Linked DNA regions of Hordeum vulgare: region 1 is linked to region 2. Evidence: chromatin contacts called from public Hi-C data. All regions are on one chromosome and are shown on one strand. The core of a region is the stretch at or near the end of the contact, and the rest is flanking DNA. Distances in the headings are between cores, read along the strand shown.

Region 1 (6,897 bases), core at 2,112-4,611, 630 kb before region 2:
ACTCTCATCGGTCCGGCCCCTGCACGCTGCACTGCAGCTGCGGCAGCTCCGAGTCCCAACAAAAGACCGACCGATCCCATCCGTCCCTTTTTCTACGTGCGCCAAAGGTGGTGCAATGCACACCAGTGATCGATCGACTAGTGAGCGTTTGGTGGTACCTGTTGCAGTGCTGAACCCATGTCCCCATGCATGCACGAACGAGAAAGCCCCCCTTGGGCACGTAGCACGACTATAGAAGCTTTCACTGAGCTGGAGATGCAGCGCCCGTGCCCAACGAAGCTGGAACCACCATTGCTTGCAGTTACAGAGCTACTACTACAATTATCTGCAACGATAGAATATCGTCCCTCCTTCTAGTTGCGCTGGAACAGGATTAGGCGGGGATTAACTCCTGCGGGTTTTATTAGAAAGAAAGAGGTTTGATTACGTACGTAGCTCCTAGCAGTACATGCAAGTCTGGGCGGCGGTCGCCAACCACTCCATCACCGTGCATGCAGCTGTAGATGTAGATAGATGCCCCTTGGAGGCCACACACAAGTATGACCAGCACGCGCGTCCCCGATCCAAGACTTCTCCGCCGATCGGGACGCCACACAGGTCCGGTCGCCGCCTTCCGTTGCCCGAAACGGCCGACCAGCTCGGCTTCGGCCCCACCGTAGTCCCTCGCGTGCACAATGTGAACTTGCACAACGCGCCGGCTCGGCAGAGACCAAAACACGAATAGACTCTAATTAAGCACGTACTAGAGGGTCTCCCTAGCTACATTGGTTAGACGCCAAGGCAGTCCCTCCTGAAGCACTGTCATTACGCGCGCCGCCTAATTAGAGGACAGGACACTTCTCAGGAAAACATCATCAGAGGGTAAACACATACTGGCGTCCAAACACCACGTAGCATGCCCTACAAAGCCGTGGGAATCGGGTTGCCGGATGCTGTCTGCTACTAGATCAGAATATCAGATCATTGGTCACGGCTAGGAGGAGTACCGGTGTCGTACCAGCAGCACGGCGTAACTGCCCCACGCACTCGGCCTTTTTAACCGTCTTTCACACAGACATGTCCTGACAGCGCCGGTCACACGCACAGCCAACAACCACCTTAACCTGCCCCGCTGCCACGCACTTTCCACTGGAAAGAAAGGACCGCGCGTGTGGCCGCTGTACGTGCGATCGGCCGAGCTAGCAGCCAGCGGCAGCAGGACAAGGAAGAAGCTTCCGTCCGTCCTGGTACATGCAGCAAGAACTCACTGACACACGTATCTGAGTGGAGCCGAGCCGTGAAAGCGCGCTCGTGCCCATTCAATTCCCGCTGGCTCCATTAATTTCCTCTCACCTTTTTTACCGGACCTCTGCCAGGCGACGCCATGGATGATGGACCGATGATTGGCAGCCTAAGATAGCTAGCGAGTGATTGAGCGAGCGAGCGGTACTGGGTGCTTGCACGGCGGGCCGATGGGCTGATGGATCGGGAGGAGGAGGATGCAGTTATTAATTGCCGTCCAACTTCTTTGCGGGTGTAGCGTACTCCTGTACACGGTACACCCCACACCATGGCTCGGCTGCGGGTGTCCTGCATGGACGGAGTGGCATTGGAACTGGCGTAGTTAAACCCGCAGTGCGTGTGTCAGTGCATGGCACAGATTTGTTACTCGTCCTGGATGTAGCTCGCACTTGACTGCCTGATGAGTAACCACGTACGTCCATCGATCATGGGCACGTCGTATCGTGCATTCACGCATGCTTTATTGTTGTGGAGTAGGACCGGTACTGTACTCCACTCCTCTTCTCCCTTGGGGAGTCTTTTCCTACTGCACTAGCTTGAGTGTCAGAAATCAGCCTTGATCATCAATTAATTTCTTAGTATGGTGAGTTATTTGTGATACTATAAAATTGGCAAATACAGTTTGATCCATGTTCAAACAATTTCATATGCTTGTCATTTCATCCATGTACTACAAGGAATTTATAGGAGTAGCCCTTAGCGACAAATGACAACCAGCTGAGTATATAGGAATAGCACTGAGCACTTAGGACATCTTCAACGTTAACCACTAAAACAGACACACAATGAGAGGAAATGTCCGGTCCTAAATATAAGTCTTTTTAAAGATTTCACTAAGAGACTACATACGGAACAAAATGAGCGAATCTACACTCTATAATATGTCTATATACATCCATATGTAGTTTCCTAGTAAAATCTCTTAAAAGACTTATATTTAGAAACGGAGGGAGTAGTTCGTTGGAACTTGAATGTCTAGACCAGCGTGCGGAAGTTTGAGAGATAGCATTAGATGGATGGCAAAAAGTGTCAAGATGCCCTTAGCAATAAGAGTGATTTCGAAAACCAAATGGGATTACCACAAAGAGCTGGACGGGTTGGATCCATGGCTCCGGCTCGTCTCTTGCAAATGAGGTCTCCCACGCCATAAATGAGGTCGCCAAGCGTGTAGGTGGGGGAGTTAATTACCGGGGTTACGTACTGGCAGGCAGCGGGGAGGGAGTGGTTACGTTGCCACTCGGCCACAGTTCACCGACAGCCCACCCCAGCAGCGCAACGGGGGGCCCCTCTTCCCTTCCCCCAGCAAGCTCTCGCCGGAGAGATCTTTGATCTTTCTTCTCTCCTTTGGTCTTTGTCTTTCCCTCTGGCTGGGCTGAGCTTTATCACTTGCTACACGCATGCTGTTACAGCTTCCAACCCCACTGCTCCAACCCCCTCCATGGATTACAGCCTTATACAGACAGAGTAGGGGATTGCTAGCTGAATTGCCTGCCCTTTAGGCACCACTACATATGTTGTATACTTGTATTCATATATGGTAGTCAGGTAGTCACTAATGTCACAACTTCCATAGGGAGTGGTGAATTTCAACCTGAAACTGGAGTTGTAACTTGTAGGTCCCGGAAGTAACCATGTCCCAGTAAGATGATGGATAGATTCGGTGTGTGTACTGCATGGTAGTGACACGAAATCTCTGAGAAGCTTAGAGTGGGTGACGCACATGACAGATTGACAGTACCCCAATGTCCTAGCGGAGTACAAGTGAAACAAGGACGGGCATGCATGGAAGCAGCCCAACCATCAACAGATACGTGGAACGCAAGGCACACGTACTCCCAGTCAGTTGAAGTTACTGCCACCCCGGCAAAATCCAATCGATCTCTCTCCCAGTCACACACATGCATACGCCATGTGGCCCTATGTGTATGTATGTATGTATGTATGTATGTATGTATGTATGTATGTATGTATGTATGCAAGCGTAGGTGTATACGCATCCGCCTATCCATCTTTCTATCTAACCACATTTAACGCTCTGCAAGTACAGGGGGGGTCCGAGGTGCAGTAGCTTATATTCACTGGGAGCAGCAGGGCCTTCGCTCCTCCCCACACTAGACTGCTCCGCCTCTCTTCCGTGGAGGAGGCCGGGCTCACACTCACTCACTCACTCACTCGCACTGCGCCACACTGCCTGCTGATCATTCCTTCCCTCCGCTCTGCCCGTCCTCCTCCCTGTCAGAGAGAGAATCTCGCTCGCTCTGCATTCCGCAGAGAAACATCATGGTACAGTCCAAGAAGAAGTTTCGCGGCGTCAGGCAGCGCCACTGGGGCTCCTGGGTCTCCGAGATCAGGCATCCTCTCCTGTAAGCCTCTCGCTAGCTCTCTCTCTCTCTATAGCTGCTACCCCTACTCTCCGGCCTACGACTCGTGTGGCTATCCCACCGTGTCCTGAGAGATAGATACATTGACTCTAGTTTGAATTGCCAACTGCTTTAAGGCTGCTTTCGTTGATTTTCTCTTGATGTGTTCAAAATGCATGCATGTATGTGTGTATGGTTTACAGGAAGAGGAGGGTGTGGTTGGGCACCTTTGAGACGGCGGAGGAGGCTGCGCGGGCGTACGATGAGGCTGCCATCCTGATGAGCGGGCGCAACGCCAAGACCAACTTCCCCGTACCGAGGAGTGCCAACGGGGAGATCATCGTCGCCCCAGCAGCAGCAGCACGGGACATTCGCGGTGGCGTTGGCTCGTCGTCCTCCGGGGCCGCCGGCGCCAGCAGCCTGTCACAGATCCTCAGCGCCAAGCTCCGCAAGTGCTGCAAGACACCGTCCCCGTCCCTCACCTGCCTCCGCCTCGACACCGAGAAGTCCCACATTGGCGTCTGGCAGAAGCGCGCGGGTGCCCGTGCCGACTCCAGCTGGGTCATGACCGTCGAGCTCAACAAGGAGCCGGCCGCAGCGGCACCACCAACGCCCAGCGACAGCACGGTGTCGGCGACTCCTTCCTCGTCCACGTCCACGTCCACAACGGGCTCCCCACCGGAGGCAATGGAGGACGAAGAGAGGATCGCGCTGCAGATGATAGAGGAGCTGCTGAGCAGGAGCAGCCCGGCTTCGCCGTCACATGGGCTGCTGCACGGTGAAGAAGGCAGCCTCCTCATCTGAAGAAAAATATTGCACGGTTAAGAAAGTGTGATCAGGTCACCATCCCAGATCAAGGATCTGGTAGGGTGGTTGGCGCACAAGCAGTTAAGATCATTGCTCCACATCGTAGGTACCAGCCGAGTATCTCTCCATTACGCACTACGTAAAATCAAGCTTAGGAAACGATTAATTACTACTGTGTATGTACGCGTGTGTGTGAAGCCCTGTGTATTTATAAATTAATCAAAGGCTTACTTGTATGTAACTAAGTATATGCCGTCACCGTCATGATAGTCACACTATGTATCAACATCATCAGACTATATAGTACTACATGATTACGTATATATCAATGATATCGCTTTCTAATAAATGTAATAAACACCTTGTAATGCAGTACTCTTGTGCATTTGATTTCCTTTGTTAGAGAACCTCAATGATATCGCTTTCTAATAAATGTAATAAACACCTTGTAATGCAGTACTCTTGTGCATTTGATTTCCTTTGTTAGAGAACCGATGATGTGTTGTTTTCAGCCAAGGTTTCTCATCACCAAAAGGATATCCGGAATATGGTGAGGTGATATTTGCAAACTCTTTAATTGACAAGACAATCGTCTGTAAGCACTGCTCATCCTAGTCCTGTAGTAGTAACCCTAATTAAGAATAAGGTTCCAAAATATGTGTATGGGCTGTCGTATGAATGCAAGCACAAAATTCTCAACATGTATGCGGTATGTTAGTACTACCTAAGACGTTTTGCGAAAACGTCTTACATTAGGGAACAGATGGTGTACTTTCTATAGCTGGAAGGAGTAACAATTGAAGAAAAGAGAGAGCATGCACCCCGAGTTTTCCTGTACACAATCTCAACTCCATTAGTGACCTCAAAGCAAGTGGTTAGCCGAAGAGCATCAATGAGAATATAATTGAGAAGTAAACTCACAAAATCATTTGGTAAGCCAAACCGAGACGAAGAACACAATTTACCGAAAACATCTGTCAATCAATTACTCCTGCGCATGAGACCATCCATCCAATTCCTGGATGTTCCCTTGTGTAACACTCTTGTAATACAAGGGATCAGTCACCATAGAGAATCATCAGGTGCTTTAAGAACATTGCTGCAGGGAAACGGCATCCGTCAGCTAGAGGCCAACTTAAATACGTGTCAGTGCATTAACGTCAACATGTGTTAGTGCATCGAACTTGAAATAATATCAGATTCACATTTCTCCGTATTAAAATAGGTCCAGCTGGGAGATGATCAATAATCAGTAACCATGTTAAGCCTATGACTAGTACAGAGACCATACACACTACTGCACTAGGCTATGTGGACCAACAGATGACCACAAGGCATCAACTAAACCAAGATGTTGCACAAAACCACATGCATACAGTATTATATATGCTGGGTTTTCATACATATATATGCATTGTCACCTTCAAACAATGGCGTTCTATGCTGCGACGCCAATGCAGCACGAGGTAGCAACCAACAGTGTTTTCAGGATAAGATAACAATCATGTATGAAATGTTAAATGGGAAAAGAAAAGGAAGCACTAAAATGGGTGATAAAGATCCATGGTCCCCATATTATTTCCCTTTCTTATTTTCACGACACACACATATAGTCGCAATGAAATGCAAATCAGCTCTACACGGTTGGTTCTATAGGTTGGTAAAGCACGCAGTCAATGCAGAAGGGCCCGGTCAGTTAGTTGGTCAGCCATAAAGTACAATCATGTCAGAAAAAATAAGAATAATAATAGCAGCATGAGGATATATACTAGCTGCCTGCCATTGCTGCATAACACTAGTATGAGGTCTAAGACAGTGGCACTACACATTTAGTAGCACTGCAGTGGTACACAAACTTATGAAACCTGATTAAGACCTTGGTGAAATCCAATGGTGGTGGCCAGAAGCAAAAGCGATGCCAATATAGCGAGATCCCTACTGAGTTGGGATGCTTAGATACAAACAAATCAGTTTGCCTTTCTCGTCATGTCCTTGTTATCAGAAAAAGGTGATCACCACTTCAGGTCTCCATCCATCAAAACATAATAAATGGGCTCCGCACAGCAAAGCTGAAATATTATGACAATTAGTGCACCTTATATGTCCTGCAGAACAAATTGTTAGATATATGATGCTCCAATGATTTAGGGTAGTGACACTGCTGCTGCTACTATATTTTCTGAAAAAATCATACTAGTCTCGCCTTGACATCTTGTGGTGCCACAGTAGCTGGTGAAGGACCTCCCATGTTGCAAAAGCATGCATTCAATATGTCCAGTAGTGTAGGTGTACTGGTCCCCCAACATTAACTTTGCCCTTTGCTACACTCATTGGAATCAATCTGGCGATGCCATCCTAATCAACATTTGTAAGGCATAACGCATTAAGTTACCCAGCGATGTTGACACTGTTATCCCCCAGATCCACCTAAAATGGCCCAAATTATGGT
Region 2 (7,205 bases), core at 9-2,508:
TGTGTGGTTTTTGTCTAATTTTCCTTATAAACAAAGTCAAGTTCATTCTTCTTTATGAATTTGGAGGAGCATCCTGCCCTCTTGGTGAAGTTTTATAGAAAATAAATTAAAATGTTTTCAGCATCCTGCGATAAATTAGTTGTCATCAACGTGTCCTGTCTACTTGACTTATTGATGTTTTTCTTCACTTGTTTGTGTGCCAATGATTAGCGCCTATGTGCCCTCAAAATGGAAATACTTTCCCATCGGGGTTTCTTATGATGCAACCAGTCCATCAATGTGAAGTCTTAGGTTTGCCGTCACTGCATGCATTTTCCTCAATTTAATTTAGCTCTTCGGTATTGTTTGCTCAGTGCGAAGAGACATTCCTATCGACTACGAGATACCCGTGGTGATCTCGTCAATCTCAAAATGTTGTGTTGGTTCGATGTTTCGAAGAAGCTCATATGGGTAAGGTGTGTGTTCATGTGTTCATTGGGGTAATTTCTATGTGTATTTGAGCATTTCAATTGTATTGTATTCAATAAAAAAAGAAAATACTACTTCCCCATTTCATAATATAATGTGCATTGATTTTTGTGAAAGTCAACCTTCACAAAGTTTCGTCAAGATTATTGAAAAAAATTCTAGGTATACCATATTAAATTATATTTCATAACGGATCAAATTGTACTATTGATTTGGTATTCTAGACATTGACAATTTGTTCTACAAATTTGGTCAAAAATTTATAAGGTTGACATAAAAAATATCTAATGCACAATGTTGGGACGGAGAGTATGTACCACTTGGTCTACTGTATGCTCGATCTAGAGCTGTTTGCTGCTGCTTAACATGTTGTGCCGAACTTATTCTAGGAGTCGTGACATCACAGTAGCGAAAAGATGAATCCACCTTCTCCCAACTGCCAATTTTGATCCACTAGCTAACTTTCAAAGCGGAGTGAGTTCAAGTTCCCTCGCACTTCGGTCGCGAGTGACTAGTGACAAGAGCAGTAGTCCCCCTCGCAACTTGCTCGAGTGCAGATAGATAGATTGGTTACCTGTTGCTCTGGCCGGTGATAGTACAGCGTAGCAGCAGGCGTCTTGCCATGGACTGTCGGGCACGGGACACACAGTAGTCCTAGCACATCACGAGTAGCTTGTTGTTAGGGTTAGACGCTGCATTAAACATGATCGTCTGCTTCCTGTGTTAACTGTAGGCTCCCGTGACGTACAGATCGGAGTAGGGGAGACTTCTCCGGCGTCCGCCTTCCTGTATGTATAAAGCTGGGGCTACTCTAGCTCCTGTCGCCGGCCTATGATCAGCAGCGCATGCGGCTGCAGCGATGGACGACGTGATGCGAACGCAAAGCCAACTTTTATATTGGGAAAATGATGCTTGTCGACTGACTGCTGATCACGCGTCAGGATCGGCCGTCTCGTTGGTCTGTGCTACCTGCCCCTCGTGGTTAAAATGTGAAAAATAGCCACGATGCAGTACCACGCCCAACCACTCCTACCTTATCCTATAGGTGGCACCCATTTTCCTTTTGCAAACTAACGCAGATTCATTCTAGAAAACAGACACAAAAAATTGTTCGGTTTTAAAATTAGAACCGCAAGCAATACCGGACTGACGCTAGTTTTGGAGGTTCCCTCGAGCGAACGATTTGTTCGCTAAGGAATTAGGCGAGGAACAATTCAGCGAACGAGATATTCAGGGAACAATTCAGCGAACAAAAGTCAAAATGTCAGTTGTAGCAAAAATTCAACGAACTCGAGTTGCAATCAAGCATGGATGTAGTTTTCTGAATGAATAAAATGTAGCAAAATGACAAACCTTTGCATCAAATTTATATATGGTTACAGCAAATCTAAGAGAAAAAATATTACAAGGCTGTCTGACAGCGCGTGAGGGCCGCGAACGCCGGCCGAACGAGATACCCTTTCTCGAGCGTTCGCTTTAGTGGGGATCCAACGATTTCTTTTTGAGGCAAGATCCAGAAAAAAAAAATGAGGGAGACAAGATCCAAACGAGACGCCCTTTCTCGAGTGTTCACTTCAGCAGGGATCCAGCCATTGAGAAGCCCTTTCACAGAGGCCCAGATAACTGAATTTTTTAACAAAACAAATTGCGAACAATAAAGAAAATTATTATTTTATAGGGATAACATTTACAACTACCATGCTCTAATTTCTAAAAATTGCCATGCTATACTTTATAAAATTATCATCCTCTAATTTATAAATTTACAATGGTATAGTTAAATAAATGTGCCATGTTATCTGGAATAATAAATTCGCCATGCTGTAATTTATAAACAATTGGAATGGTCAGATGGCAACTTTAACAGAAAAAATATTTTCCCACGTCATGCAAAAAAAAGATAAAAATTATGGGTGATTAACATGGCAAACTAAGAAAATGTTGGCTTCTCTAAAAATCATACAATGTTTATAAAACTTCTATGATGCTCTCATGGCAAACTATATGCTGTAAAAAAATTGTGCTCATGAGAAGGTGGAAATTTGCCATGTCAATAAATCTGATTATACATAAAAATATATTTTACCATGCTATGTTAAATAGATTTCCCATAGTAAGTTCAATAGTTTTCTATGGTCCAAAAGAACAAATAGTTGTAAGACAAAGAACATTGCCATGGTCTAATTAATAGAAATTCCATGGTCTAAATAAAAAATTGTTATGCTACGTACAGTAGAACAACCATGATCTAACTAATAAAAGTTTCATGCTCTATATAATAAATTTGTCATTGTATGAATAACAAAATTGACATGCTATGTAACATAAAACTACCATCGCTTAATTAATAAATTGTACATTGTCTAATTCATAAATTTTTCAAGGTCTTTATAATAAAATTACCGTGTTGCTTCAATAAGACTACAAAGGCAATAAATTTTACATGCTCTTACTATTATAACTGCCATGCTACCTACAATAAAAATTGCATATGATAATTTTACGATTTGTTTCTCTAAAAACACATGCTAACTTTTGGGGATTTGTAATGGTTACATGGAAAAGTTAGCGATTTGTTTCTTTGAAAAGATGGAAAATTTAGGGATTGCCATGAACATATAGCAATTTTAGAGATTGTGTTCTCTAAAAACATGGTAACTTTTTGTAATTTAAAATGGATAAATAGATAAATTTAGGAGATTTGTTCTTTAACAAAGAAGGGAATTTAGTAGATACCATGGACACAAGGCAAATATAGGATGCTATTTTTTGGAAAAGATTGCAACAAATGGAATTTGCCATGGGCACAGGGAAAAATAAGATTTTTGCCATGCTATAGAAGAGAAATTTGCTATGTATTCAATGAAAGAGTGTGTCCCATAATATTCAGGTTAAACTTGAATGCCCGAGAAACATAACCATGCAATGAATTAGCTGACCAGTAGAAACATTTTGCCATGATGTGGTAAAACTAAAGGTTTTCTACTTTTCAAAATAAAATGAAATTTTGCCGTGTTCTAGAGAACACAATTTCCCTAAAATTGCCATGATGTAGGAGACAACTTTCACAAAAAGGTTATGTTTCGTAGATCATATTTTCATAAATATGCCATGATGTAGGAGACAATTTTTTTATATTTTTTCCACATGTAAAACGTGTGTAAAATGGTTTTTATGTATATAAAAAATACACAATGTGTATGAATAAGATAGATATCAAATTTTGTATTTAAGAAAGTATTGATCATGTATATAAAAATGTTCAACATGTATAAATATATATCTAATGCATATGAGAAATGTAGCTTTGTGTTGAAACAAACCTGAGCAAAACTGAAAAACAAAGAAAATAAATAAATAAATATTCGCTGAAAATTGTTAAAAGCAAAAAAACAAAAACTGAGAAAAAAACAAAAACTCCAAAATGTATTGAAATAAAACTCAAGAAACCAATGCAAAGGAAAGAAAGCTTATACGAAAAAACGATGAAGAAATAAAGAAACCCAAGGAAAAAAAAAGAAGAAAATAAAAAATAGAGAAAAAGAAAATTGAATCAAAGAAAAATCTAAGAAAGTATGAGCGTCCGAACGAAATGGGCTGGCACATTACTGTAGCATACAAGGAAATCCTCCAAGTGAGAGCTTCTTCCATCCTGCTATAGGCTGAGAGCTCCTAATTGCCACAAGGAAATCCTCCAAGTGGTTTTGGATTGTAACTCTATCAATGTGGAATGGAACTCCCTTTTTCCTCCCAACAAATGGGATGGACCATGCGACAGTTGACCAATCCACCAGTGATCATTGACAATTGACAATGGATAGTTTCTTGTTGACTTTAGCATAAACAAAAAAAATGGAGAAAAAGTTTAAGCATTCTTGAAAAAACTTTGAAAATTTCGGTAAACAAATTCAAAAAATTGGGAAAGTTCATGAAATCAGAAAAAAACATCACAAATTGAAAAAAGTTTAAACATTTCAAAAGATTTCAGGACTTGGAAAGTTCATAGTAATGAAATAAATCTTACGAATTTTATGAAAAAAAATTCACAAGTTATTTGAAAAGGTTTGTAATTTGGAAGTTCAATAATTTTGTGTAAAACATCATGAATTTGTAAATATAAAGTTCACAAAAATTGAAAAAAGATTCAAATTTGGAAATAAGATCATAGTAAATTTGAAAATTCCATGAAATTGATAAAACAAAATTGGAAAATGAAACTAAAACAAAAAGCAACTAAAACCTTAAGACCGGATATTTACTTTTATTTTGTTTTTATTATTTTTCCACTCTTTCCTTTTTATTCATTTCCGTTATTTTTTTTATTTCCTTTTTATTTTCCATTTCATTTTTTATCATCTTTTTAAAATTTATTGAACATTCTTTTGTATTCATGATTATTTTTTTAATCATGCATACTTTTCAAATTTTGAATATTTCTTACGTAGTCATGAACATTTTGCACATTCACGAATGTTTTACACAAAGTTTTGATCCTTTTTGAAAACCATTTACATTTGAATTCACAATCCTTTTCTTTTTTGAAATTGTGATCATTCTCTAAACTTTTTTCTGCAATCGTGAGCCTTTTTAAAAATTATTTATATTTTTTAATCAGCAATCATTTTTGGAGTTGACAAAAAAATTGGGGGTCATTTTCTTGTAGTTCATGAAAAATAGAATTCATGACCAATTATTCGATCAAACAACATATTTTGAGCCAATGAACTTTTTTGTACTTCAAGAATATTTTTCGTAACTTTTGAACATATTTATTAAATATCATGAACAAATTTGAATATGCGAATATTTGTTCAAAATTTGTATTTTGTTTTTTAATTCATGGACATTTTTGGAAATCGTAATCATTTTTTGAATCCACAAACATTTTTCGAATCCTAAGAGCATTGTTAGAATTCGTGAACAATTTTTGAAACTCGTGAATATTTTTCTGAAAATCGTTTTCAAAAATCCTGACCATGATTTTAAATTCTAAACCTTTTGAAATCCCAAGCAATTTTTAGAAGAAAATATCAAAAAAAATAAACAAAATGAAACGAAAATATAGGGGGTGCCTTGCCCGCCCCCAATATGGGTCAGCCTAAAAGCTCGCGCTCGGGAGCAGGGGTGCTCGTTTGTCGTGGCTGTATGAAGCTTTTGCTAGAGAACCTAACTAAGGCGTACCCCTTGCACTAGCCCCTCAAGTGTCACCGTCGATGTGCCAAGAGCGGTTATTTTTTTAAAATATTACATTTTTTATTCAATTACACAAATAATACACCGCTTTGAAATTTTGCGAAAATAATATGGCCTCAGCCGCACCGAAGCCGACTGGCTTCAGTCGGCTTTGCTGTGGTTGAAAGGGTCTAGTCGGTCGTGGCTTAGACAATTAGTGGCTAGTTGGCCATGTGAGAGCCTAGATTGGCTCGGCCACGTCACGATGTGCCACTCGGCCTGGTGGCTAGGCAGCCGGCCTACTACTGACCGACAAGGCCAGTTGGCCTTAGCGAAGCCGACAGGAGGCAGGTAGGCCTCTGCCGCCCCGCTCCCCCTTGTTCCTCCTCCATTCCTGTTCTTTTCTCTCTTTTTCCTCTTTGCTTGTCTCTCCACCCGAAAACACTCGGATCTTCTACACGAAATCCGAGTCGATTTTTTCCTCATTTTCCACCGTAGTTGCACTCTAGAGGGTTAGGGGAGTCAATGGAATCGTCGATCTCACAATGGGGTAGTTCGTGGTGGTGGTGTTGACCATTTTGGTGGTGGTAGTGGAGGTGGTTGAGGTCGTGGTGGTGGTGGTGATGGAGTTGGAGGTGGAGGTGGTGGTGGTGGTGGAGGTTGTTGTGTTCGTTGTTCTTCTCTTGGTGTTCGTGTTCGTCGTTTCTTCGCACACTTCAAGGGTAAGATTCAACGTCCGTTCCCGTAGCTTTGTGTAATATATTTAGGTTTGTAAATTATTGTGTTTAAATTTTTTGTGGTGCTCTCGTAGATTTGGATATATTTAGGTATGTGAATTAAGGTGTTTGGATATTTTTACATGCTCCGTAGCTTTGGGAAATATATTTAGGTATGTAAATTTTTAGTTGATTAAGAAATAATTTAGGTTTGTCCTTCTGCTAAAATTTGGAAATGTTGAATAATTTTTAGGTCAGCACAGATGTCTGATGTAGTGAAGTTAGGTTTTCACTACAATCCTGGTACTATTCAAACAAATGAGATGGGAGATGATTTGAGTGAATTTTAGTACATTGAGGTGCAAGTGACTTCTCGTGAAACATGGTGTGTTAGTGAGTTGACAGAATGACTGGCCAAATGTTTAGGGTTTAATATTTAAACACACACCGTCCGTGTTCATGCATTATGGAACCGATCCAAATCAAATATTTACTTTTATTTGAAGCATATAGAGTGGGACGATCAGTGAGTGCACTCGTTATAAGCTTGCAAGCGTAGGGGATGTAATACTATCGCCTTACTGCTCCCCATGGTAAAGCCGGTTAGTGCACGTGAAGCCGAATGTAGTTAAGATTATGGCAAGAGCAGTGAAGGGATACATGATTCACATCCAAATTATGAGTCCCATGATGGAGATGATGTTTATGAAGCAGGACAGAGCAGTCAGGTAGAAGGAGGAAATGGAGATGATTATGTCAGTGGCGAGGCGGACGTTGACGAGATAGACGGGCACATGCAAAACCACATGCAGGAAGAAGATAGCGAAGTGATATTGCCGATGGTTTCGC

Evidence for each region. Hi-C and Micro-C count contacts between places; a contact is called where the count stands out from the background.
Region 1: a contact with region 2 is called in a Hi-C map of leaf, with 4 times the contacts expected there. The contact joins the promoter of LOC123411868 here to the enhancer-like site in region 2. A contact is called at or near these places in 2 of 6 Hi-C or Micro-C datasets (leaf and seedling).

What each region holds. Positions count from the first base shown.
Region 1 is chr7H:525,631,609-525,638,505 of MorexV3_pseudomolecules_assembly, reverse strand. It overlaps LOC123411868 (ethylene-responsive transcription factor WIN1-like), which reads left to right and starts at 3,361. Exons shown (of 2, transcript XM_045104827.1): 1 at 3,361-3,644; 2 at 3,845-4,771. The coding sequence starts at 3,562. The coding sequence ends at 4,445. It overlaps LOC123411870 (a long non-coding RNA gene), which reads right to left. Exons shown (of 5, transcript XR_006613346.1): 2 at 6,325-6,897; 3 at 5,370-5,547; 4 at 5,200-5,280; 5 at 4,352-4,441. It overlaps LOC123411869 (a long non-coding RNA gene), which reads right to left and starts at 3,955. Exons shown (of 3, transcript XR_006613345.1): 1 at 3,869-3,955.
Region 2 is chr7H:525,001,889-525,009,093 of MorexV3_pseudomolecules_assembly, reverse strand. No RefSeq gene overlaps it. Among protein-coding and RNA genes, the nearest start is that of LOC123412162, 87 kb to the left of the region's middle. Within about 2 kb of position 1,258, at least 2 of the 3 cell types and tissues checked have open chromatin away from gene starts, as enhancers often do. A contact at or near this core is called in leaf, where this site is marked.